Regions from separate parts of the Macaca mulatta genome. Here region 2 is linked to region 1. A link is a contact called in public Hi-C data. All regions are on one chromosome and are shown on one strand. The core of a region is the stretch at or near the end of the contact, and the rest is flanking DNA. Distances in the headings are between cores, read along the strand shown.

Evidence for each region. Hi-C and Micro-C count contacts between places; a contact is called where the count stands out from the background.
Region 2: a Hi-C map of CD4 T cells shows a contact between it and region 1, with 2.7 times the contacts expected there. The contact joins the promoter of LOC114672692 here to the promoter of TMEM250 in region 1. A contact is called at or near these places in 2 of 14 Hi-C or Micro-C datasets (CD4 T cells and liver).

The regions. Positions count from the first base shown.
Region 1 is chr15:6,391,730-6,397,248 of T2T-MMU8v2.0, reverse strand. It overlaps TMEM250 (transmembrane protein 250), which reads right to left and starts at 2,304. Exons shown (of 2, transcript XM_015116377.3): 1 at 2,163-2,304; 2 at 1-670. The coding sequence starts at 546. The coding sequence ends at 127.
Region 2 is chr15:6,623,570-6,628,496 of T2T-MMU8v2.0, reverse strand. It overlaps LOC114672692, which reads left to right and starts at 2,687. Exons shown (of 5, transcript XM_077966734.1): 1 at 2,687-2,824; 2 at 2,947-3,042; 3 at 3,141-4,804. The coding sequence starts at 2,687. The coding sequence ends at 3,707. It overlaps CAMSAP1 (calmodulin regulated spectrin associated protein 1), which reads right to left and starts at 2,907. Exons shown (of 15, transcript XM_077967098.1): 1 at 2,343-2,907.

The sequences.
Region 1 (5,519 bases), core at 1,055-3,554:
CTCAGCCCTTTCTTTTCTCTCCGTGGGCGCCAGGCAGCAGCGACTGCCTGCGGCATGGGCAGTCCCACCGATGTAAAGAACACAGCCACAGGCCGGGACGATACATCAAGCTCACGCCCACGGCCCTCACATGTCCACGAAGACCATGAAGCACCAGCCCAGGCCCCCGACTAGCAGCATGGTGACATGGATGCCGTAGATGAGCAGCTCGTTCACCAGGCGGAAGTCCACGCGCCGGCGGCCCAGCAACAGCAGCAACACCGAGAGTTTGCGCTGGAAGCGCAGCAGGACGCGAACGCCCAGGTACTGTAGGCAGAAGAGGGCGGCCAGAGCACCCCAGAGCGCCGCGGTGAACAGGCTGCAGCTGAAGTAGAGCAGGAAGCGGATGAAGCCGTACAGCCAGCGCGTCTTGATGTACACGTCGAAATTGTTGTACTTGGTACGGGCCAGGTGGGAGGCGCGCACGGGCCCGCAGGCTGCATGCAGGCAGGTGGTGTGCGGGCCGTGGAAGGAGCGCACCCGCCTCGGGATGGGCATGACCGGCATTGGGCCCTGGTGGCGGCGGCGCTAGCTCGCGGTGGTGGCGGCGGCGTCCAGGCAGCGGTCAGCGTAGGGGTCATGGGCGCCTAGGCCTGGGAGCCGGCCACTGAGCCTCGCGGGAGGCGTCGGCCTGCGGGGAGAGCCGCAAAACCCATGTCAGTGTGAGGACACTGTGTGGATCCTTCCCCCAGGCAATCAGCTGGCGAAGGCGGACACAAACTCCAGCGCCCGGACTACGGGAAAAGGGAGTCCAGGGCAGGATCTGCGGGCACTCCCAGACTTACTCTTTTCACAAACCCTCCCAAGGATACTTCCAGGGGGCCCACCACCTGGGGAAGCCAAAGTGCTTGTTCTAGGGCAGCACTGGGGAAGGGGGGCCTTCGGGGCAGCCGCCAGGGGAGGCCCCCAGAGGTGGTCAATGCCAAAACGGATGGGAAGGGGCAGGAGTGGCTCTTTCCCGCAGGATCCCCGCAGCCCCCCACAAGCTGGACCACTCTCTGCTCTTAGGCAGTTTGCCTGTTACTGCCCTGGTCTTCTGTGGCTGCCTGAACCAGGGCTGACACAAGCCCTAAAATGGTGCCTGCAAAAAGCCACCACAGGGCCGGGAGTAGGGACTCACAGGTGAACCGAGAACGAGCCCGGCGGGGGCAGGTGACTCCAGCAACCTGACAAGTGCTAGGGGCCAGATGGACGGCTGGGGGGCCCTGGGGTCACCTTGCTGGGCCTGAACCCTGGCACTGTCCTTCCCTAGCAGTGACCTTGGGCAGGTCACCTGACCCCAAGACGGCTCCTGCTCTGTCCAATGGGGGTGCCAGTAGCACTGCTCTTGCGAGTAGCTGTGGGAGGTAAGGGGCTGGGCCTGGCGTGCACAGTGGAGGCACAGCGCCCAGGCCCCCGTGTGGGGTCGGCCCGGGGTCTGGCAGCGGCCCTACAGACTGGGCTGCAAAGAGTAGACGCGGCATTTGGCTCTCTAGCTTCACCTAGTAAATGCCGTTTATAGCTTGCCTAAATAATCTGCAGACGGAATGAACTCAAAGGTCAGGAAATAAAATCGGAGTAGGAAAGTTGGTAACACTAAGGGGACTGTTGCCAAGACCTTCGCCTGCCGTCAGATAGATTCAGCCTGGGGCCCTGCCGTGGGGACCTGCCCGGAGCGGAAGCGGGAGGGACCGGGCCGCCGGACCCTCCCGTGCCCGCAGGGGCCAGGGGCCCAGCCTCGCCCTCTCCCTCCGCCCGGCTCCTCCACGCGGTGCAGGAGCCAGAGCGGCCCGATTTAAGGCCGGCCTCGGCCTGGAGATCGCAGCCACCGGGACCCCAGCCATGGCGGTGCCCCTCAAACGTGGCTCGGCGGGGCTGTGTCCCCGCGGGGTCTCACGGCCCGCGGCTCCATCCGGGTCCCCGTCTTTCTGCAGACGCCCGCTCGGCCCGGCCCATGGACCCAGGACCGTTTCCTCGGGGCCGCAGAGACGCGACGGGCCCCCGCAACGCCTCGTGAGCACCGGGCCTGCGCCGCGCCGGGCCCCCTGGCTGCAGAGCCCCTGCCGGAGCCACTTCCGGGTCCCGCGCCGCGCGTTGCCCTGGAGACGGCCCCCGCCGAGGCCGGGTCCCCGCCCGCCGCTCACCCGGTGCCCTCTCCGCGGCGGCGCTGGCGTCCCGGACCTCGGGGCCGGCCGGCGGTGCTGGGGGCCGGGCCTGCGGGCGCCCCTGTCCCTCGGGGCTCCGTGCGCAGGGCGGCCGCATGGTGCCGGGACGCGGGGCTGGGGGCGCCGGCGGGGCGGCTGCGGGCGTGGTTCACGCGTCCCCGGCTGGGGTCGCCCTGCAGGTGAAGGGGCGCCCGGGCGCGGCCGCCGGAGGCGTTTGGCCCAGCGTGGGAGCCGTAGCGCCGTCCCTCGACGGCCACCGTAGGCCGGCCTCACGCCCCCTCCACCCGCGCCGACCGAGCCGCGCTTCCCTTCCCCCTGCTCCGTGCCCGCTCTGGGCGTCCCGGACTCGACGCTTCCCGAGGCGCGCGTGCGTGCGTGCGTGCGTGCGCACGCTGCGAGCAGTCCGCAGCGTTCCCTCCCCCGAACGCCCTCGGGGTCGCGCCTGGTCTTGCGCAGGCGCAGATGGCTGGCCTGAGCCTACCGTCCCTGGGGCGCCTCGGGGCGGTGCGCAGGCGCGCTCCCGTGGAGTCGTCCTTTGGTCCCAGAACAGGGCTTGACCCTGGTAGTGGCCCCGGCCTGAGGTGTCTGCGACTCGGCGCGCTGCTGCCGGTCGCTGGGGTGGGGCCGGGCCCCGGAGGAAGCCGCCTTCCCGGCGGAGATGGGCGGCCCAGGGACCGGGAACAGATCTGGTCCTCGCGGGACCGTGTGCGAAGGCGCCCTGCGAGGCTCGGGTCTGGGGCTGGGAGGACGGGGCGGCGGCGGGAATGGGGGCGTCCCCCGGGCTCCGGGAGGGCGGGGAAGGGTGGGGGCGGCCGATGCCACGCGGACCCGGGCGGCAGGGAGCGGGTGGGTGGCTGCCAGGCCTGGTGGGCCAGCGGCGACTTCGGCAGCCGAAGAGGGGACAGCCCCGGAGCGCGAGCAGGCCCAGCAGCAGCCCCAGGGTTCCCCCAGTGAAGGAAAAGGACTTGTGTTAGTGTCCCCACGCCTGGTTCGTACAGGCTGGCGGGTGTCCTGGGGGTTTCCAGCGAGGAGTGTGTTGGGGAGCGCTCCTGGGTGTGGCTGCTGGGTGGGAGGGGAAGGCAGGGTCAGCAGGCCCTGGGGCGACCGGAAAGTGGGTGGCCCTTCAGATTCATGGCACTGGAACAAGGGGGCTGGGCCCTCCTGCCCACCAGGCCCGTCATTGGCTACAGCGAGCTGGCTCCTCCCAGGACAGCGAGCTGGCTCCTCCCAGGACAGCGAGCTGGCTCCTCCCAGGACAGCGAGCTGGCTCCTGGACCCACGTCCTTTGGACCAGGGCCGCCCTGAGGGCTGGCGCAGCTACGTTCTCCACTGTGGCCCCATCCTCGCCACTGGAGAGAGAGCCGCCTTTACTCCTGCATGAGCAGGAGTTCGAGGAACATCTGGACGACCAAAGGGCACCAGGAGGTAGCACAGCAAAAAAGGCCAAGAGCCTGTTTTCTTTACCGATGGCTGGTGGCAAATATTCCAAAAGAAACAGGTGTCAGGCAAGAAGTGTTGGTTCACGGCAGTCATTCCACTGCTTTGGGAGCCGAGGCAGGGGCATCACTTGCCCCAGAAGTTTGAGACCAGCCTGGGCAACATAGTGAGACCCCTGTCTCTACAAAAAAATTAAAATCAGTAAACAGGTCTTCCTTCCTCAATAGCCCCGTTGCTGGCACACCTCTCTGCCTCTCCAGATGTGAGGCAGATCCACACGTTTAGCTATTGAGATAAGGCTGGGCGTGGTGACTCACACCTGTCGTTCCGGCCTCAGATCTCTTGTGCCCAGGAGTTTTAAGACCAGCCTGGGCGACATGGCTGGCAACATGGCCTCCACAAAAATAAACATTTTAAATATATAAACATTGAGATAATAAAAAGCATCTTAATGCCTGCCTTCATTTTTTGTCTTCTGTTTTAAGGACCATTAGAGACAAACTAACTAAAGAGAATTCTCCCTCCCATGCAGCTCATGCTGGGAAGCCGGCACTGTAAGACAGCTCCCGTGGCCAGAAAGAGGGTGGTGTGTAAACCAGGTGGTCACCCGTCACTCGGCTTCTCACGTGCTGGTGAGGGTGGTCGCCTGTCCATGGATCAGGGCTCACACCAGGCCCATCTGGTGCTGTGCCACGGGAGGGGCAGAGCCACAGCCCCAAACTTGCTGTGCGTTTCCCGTGTCCTCCCTGCCCTGCAGTCCCCTGGCCCCAGCTCTGGATTTGACGCCCCCTGCTTCCTGCTGTACCCGCCAAGAGAAGCGCAGCATGTGTGCCTGCCCTTGCCCCCATGCTGTTACCCTGCTCTGGGTACCAAGGACACAGGCACAGCAGAGCCCCCACCCTCAAGGCACCTGCCATCTTGTGAGAGGGACAGGCTGAGGGGCAAATGACCGGAAAGGGTGGCAAGTGCCATGTCAGACATATGGTCTTCATACAGGGGACGTCCCAGGACTGCTGGGCCAGAGACCCTTCCTTGTGGGTCAGCATCACCCAAGCCAAAGGCCAAGGAGGTCCCTTGGGGGCTGTGGCCATCAGAACAAAGCTGCCAATGAACAGATCCTTAAAGGAGTGGCCAGCTAGTGAGGCTGTGACTGGCCCTGGCTGCATCCAGACCCTAAAGTGTCCTGCAGCCAGGGGCAGACACAGGTTTTGTGGGGCCTGAGGCTTCTGTGGTTTTAGGGAACTTCCTTAAGAAAATACAAAATTAGGAACAGGCCTTGAAGCTTCTGTTGCCAAACTTAGGGTCAGGTGAACCCACTGCCAACTGTGCCCAGAAGACAGCCCCCCAGGCTGAGTCAAAAGTGGTTCATAGGCCGGGCGTGGTGGCTCATGCCTGTAATCCCTGCACTTTCGGAGGCCAAAGTGGGCAGATCACGAGGTCAGGAGATCAAGACCATCCTGACTAGCACGGTGAAACCCCATCTCTACTAAAAATACAAAAAAAAAAAAAAAAAAAAATTAGCCAGGCATGGTAGCAGGCACCTGCAGTCCCAGCTACTGGGGAGGCTGAGGCAGGAGAATGGCGTGAACACCGTAGGCAGAGCTTGCAGTGAGCCGAGATCGCGCCACTGCACTCCAGCCTGGGTGACGGAGTGAGGCTCTGTCTCAAAAAAAAAAAAAAAAAAAAAAAAAAAAAGTGGTTCACAAAATCACGTCTAGTATGACCCCTCGTCAGCACAAACATATTCTTAGATGTCTGTTTCTGGGTGAAGTCCTGGAAGCAGATAAATGTTTGCAGAGGTGATGTGTGTGTGGTGGGATTAGAGAGATGAATATATTTTACTTTTTTTTTTTTTTTTAACATTTCTGTACTTCTGATTTTATGTTTTCAGCATGACCA
Region 2 (4,927 bases), core at 1,438-3,937, 230 kb before region 1:
TCCCTCGGCAAAAAGAAGTGGAAACCAGACAGGTGCGGTGGCTGACACCTGTAATCCCAGCGCTTTGGGAGGCCAAGGTGGGCGGATCATGAGGTCAGGAGTTTGAGACCAGCCTGGCAATATGGAGAAATCCCGTCTCTATTAAAAATACAAAAACTGGCCGGGTGTGGGGGCGCACACCTGTAATCCCAGCTACTCGGGATGCTGAGGCAGAAGAAACACTTGAACCCAGTAGGCAGTGGTTGCGGTGAGCTGAGATCGCGCCACTGCACTCCAGCATGGAAGATAGAGACTCAGTCTCAAAAAAAAGTGGAAACGAGACCTCCTGAAATCAGGGTCTGATGCGCAAAGGCACTGCCACCCACCAGGAAGGGGCACTCCAGTCTCAGCTCCTAAGATGGTATCCAGTCTTCCCCAGTTCCTGTTCGTGTTTCTTTTCTTTAAATGCCCACCTTTTAATAATTCCAAAACTCGAAAGCCCATTTTAGTATAAGATTCTGAATTCATCATCTGATGAGTCAACAAGTATTAAAGAGTGATCTGGTACCGGAACTGAAACTAGACGAACCCAATACTAACACAGAGACATGCATATTTATTGCTGGATGGCTGACAAATTCCATGCTGAATGCCAAAACTAAATGCAACGACATAAAAATGCATGCACCTTGCTGAAAAAATTGGGAAGCAGATCATAAAAGTTCTTTTTATAGCAATTTGTCTAACATCCGCTGCCTGAGCCCTCAGCCCTCTCCACATATAAAATCTTAAAAAAACATGCAGGAGTAAAACTTTGTGCTCGGACCCCAGGAGCCATGCCCAAGAATGCCCTGGGCTCCACTGCATCTGCGGGAGCCCAGCCAGCGCCCACAAGCAGCTGCGGTGGACGGGCCTCGGTGGGACACCCCCACAGCAGCGGAAAACACAGTGGAAAAGTATAGATGAAGTCGAGAAGAACCTAAGAACACAACGTGGGATAATGGAATAGCAAAAGCCAGTCTCAGAAAGAGACGCCACTGGCAAAGGTGTAAAAACTATAGTGGTGTAAGCACATACGGCAAAATACAAAGAAAGGCAAAACAGTGAGCAACACAAGGTGTGAGGCAAGTGAGCTCATGCAACCGGCAGTGACTGCAAGATAACCAAAGTCTGCTCTCGGATTGTTGTTTGCACCTGACTCAGGTTTTATACATACATCTTACCAATTCCGTTCTCAAAAACTCATGTGAAGTCTTGGATGTAGCAGTGTTTCTTCATCATTACAACACAGAAACTAAGGTTCCACTGAGCCAGTAAACAAGAACTGTAAAACTGAAAACTATCAAAGAAAGGAAAAACTCTTTCCCAATTACTACTGACACAGTACAAAAACCAGTTTGAAATAAGGCGAGGTATTTAATCCCTAAAACTTACAAAACGCGTTTGTCCTTATGACTAACTAGAGTCTAGCTGGGGCACAGGCCACTGTCAAACAGGGTAACGCCTGCTCAGCGTTTTCCAAACTGGTCAACTGAACTCCTCTCTGGAATGGCTCTCTGTCTCCTTTAGTCTTACTCTAAAAAGGTTAATTTTTCACCAGGATAAAGGCAAATTGTTGAAGAATGCTTCAAATGAAAAGAGGATTACAGAAATATTAACTCTTAATATGGTACCTGAAACAAAGCACCTGAAATTAATAGAGAAGTCAGCCACTTAGGAGAATCACCAGGTCTGTCCTGTTCCCAGGGCACGAAACAGAAGCGCCTTAATCCACTAAGCACATTAGGGCCTAACAAATTGGACTCAGTAACAAGGTTACCTAGTTCTTCCAAACAGGAATTAAGCAAAGGGGATCATTATGATTAAGCACAATCCGCGGAATACGCAATTTCTAGTTGGGGAATTCAACAGCTGATGGATGGTAAGCATCAAAATTCTTAACAAGTGAAAGGCTCGGAATCACAGGTCCAGCACTTGGCGATGCCCGGCGCGCTGGGAAGCGGCGTCTCAGACAGCGGCCCCGCGTCCCCATGGTCCCTCCCTGCGCCCAAAACCGGGCAGCTCCCTCCCGCCGCCGCCGCCAACGGGAGGCTGGGGGCACTCCCGAAATAGGAGCGGAAGCCCCGACCCACGCCGCCCTCCGCCGCGGGGACGCCCACTCGCCAGGTGACCGCGTCCCCACGCTCCGCGTTGCCCGGGCGCCACCGGGATCTCGGAGGCGGCCAGCCCAGCCCCGACCCAGTGCGGACGCGGCACAAAGGCGCGGCGCGCGGACCCCGACCCGGCCCGACCCGACCCCGGCCGCGTCCCCCGGCCCCGGCCCGCGCCCCTGCCCCCCGCCCCGCGGCCCCCGCCCGGCCCACCTCGGCCGTAGGCCTTGGCGCAGATCCACTGCAGGTTGGCGGCGATCTTGGCGCGCGCCGCGTCGTAGCGGTCCAGGGGCACGAGGTCGGCGGCGCCGTCCGGCGGGGCCTCCATCTTCCTCCAGCCCTCGGCGGCGGCGCGGCCGCCCGCGTCCACCATCTGCAGACAAAGGGCTGAGGCGGCGGCCCGGCCGCAACAAAGGCGCCGCCGCCCCTCGCCGCGCGGGGCCCGGTGCGCCCCGAGCCCCCACTCGGCCCCGCAGCCGGCCCGCCGGGAGGGGCGCCCGAGCGCGGCCCCCGCCTCACCTCACAGCCGCCGCCGTCGCCGCCCCCGCGGCTGCTGCATGCTGCGGGCGCCGAGCCCGGGCGGAGGAGGAGCCGAGCCCGCGGCCCAGAGAGGCGGCGGCAGGAGGGCGCGGGCCGGGGGCGGAGGCGGGGGCGGGCGCGGGCCGGGGGCGGTGGCAGCGCGTGCGCGGCCCCGGGTGAGCGGCGGCGGCGACAGCGGCTGAGGCGGCGGCCAAGGAGCAGGAGCGCGCTCACCGCCGCGGCCTCGCACAGGCGCAGTAGGCACCGCCCGCCACCCCGCCCTCGACCCCGCCCCCAGCTGCGCTCCCTTCTCGCGCCCGCCCCGCCCCTTCCCGCAGGCGCACTAGGCACCGCCTGCAAGCCCGCGCCGGCACCGCCCCTTTCCGCAGGCGCAGTAGGTGGCACCCGCCGGCCAGTGCCCGCCCCGCCCCTTTCCGCAGGCGCAGAGAGCGTCGACCCGCCCCTCTCCGCCCCCTTTCGCAGGCCCAATAGGACCCGCCCCGGTCCGCGCCTGCTCCGCCGCTTCCATCACGTTCTGAGGCCTGCGGTGCGGGGCGCGGGATCGGCGGCGCGGGGTGGGCGGAGTGGGTTGGCGGCGGGGACCCTGCTGAGCCTGCAGCAGCCAACCCTCCGCGCCGTGCCTCCTCCCCGGCCCTGGCTCGTCCCGCCTCAGCCGCAGCCCGGCCCCCTGGCCGGCCGAGCTCTCGCCGCCTGCGCCCTGGAGACCTCGTGGGTGTGGCCGGCGGCGACCTCGGCAGGCGACAGCCCGTGGACGGGCACCAGGTGGACGTGCCACGGTCTCCAGGCCCCAGTCCCGGTGCAGGGAAGATGGGCGTTTGGACCCCTGAGGCAGAAACAGGTGCAGCGCAGCCGGCGCATCCCCCGGAAGGGACGCTGACTTCGTTCCCCTGGAGCCTGCGTCGGGGCCCGCGCTGGGCTGAGAATTACGGGAACGCCGTGAGAGTTTGCATTCCGAGGATTTGGTCTGAGAACCTCATGGCCGGAATAGAGAACTGCCCCCGGGAGAGCCGGTCCACGTGCCGCCCACCGGCGCCGTGACGGCAGGGAGAGGTGGAGCTTCCCGGGAGCAGGCACCCGGCGCGGGGCTCCCAGCCTGTCTGTTCCTGGTCGAGACACCCTGTGCCAGAGTCGGAGCATGTAGGAAATGCCGAGTGCCCAGAGGACCCGGGCAGTCCGTCATTCACATACCAACCCACGTGCAGGCTTCAATTCAATGTTGAAGCCGTTTGGGGCTAGGCTTTTTTGATGACTTATTCGAGTTGTAGTTTTTTGGTTACTAATTGAGACTCTTCACTTGTTATAGGTCTGTTGAGATTGTCTATTTTTTCTTGAGTCAGCCGTCTGAAAAGAACACGAGGTGGACAGGGCGGAACGGTCAAGGAAAGCCACAGGAGGAGGGCACTTATTTGAGCAAAGACCGGCGGGAAGTGGGCGTCGAGGGTGAGGATATCTGCAGAAGAAGTGTCTTAAGCAGGGGGCACGGCAGACAGAGCCTCTGAAACACGAGAGCCTGGAGTGTAAGAAACAGCAGAGGCCGCTAAGTCGAGAACCCATAGCTGGAAGGACTGGTGGGAAATGGGAGGTGGGGACATGGAGGGATGCGGGCAGGTCCTGCACAGTCAGAACTGTGGCCCCTTCTCTGCAGGAAATGGGCAGCCTTCGGAAGACTGAGCCAAGGGAAGGATGTGACTAAGCCTTTAAAAGGGTCATTCTGACTCCTGAGTGAAGAACAGACTAGGAAGGGCTGAGAAGGAGGCAGGAGGCCATCCACTGTCAGATGGGATGTGGAGTGTGACCTAGAAAGGTCAAGGGTGACTCCAAGGGCTTTTTGTATATTGATCTTTTATCCTGCAACCTTGTTAAACCCGTTTATTAGTTCTTCTAGTCTTTTAGTGGCATTTATTAGTTCTTCTAGTCTTTTAGTGGATTCCTTGGGATTTTATACAAAAGCGTGTCATCTGTGAATAGAGATCATTTTACCTCTTCCTTTCTAATCTGGATGCCTTTTATTTCTCCTTCTTGCCTAGCTGCCCTGGCTAGAACGTCCAGTACAATATTGACTAGCAGCAGCGAGAGTAGACATCCTTGTCTTGCTCCTGATCTCAGGGAGAAGGCATCCAGTCTTTCGCCATTGGGTATAATGATAGCTGTGGGTGCTTCAAAAATAGGTTTTATCAGGCTGGGCGCGGTGGCTCACGCCTGTAATCCCAACCCTTTGGGAGGTCGAGGCGGCCGGATCACTTGGGGTCCAGAGTTTG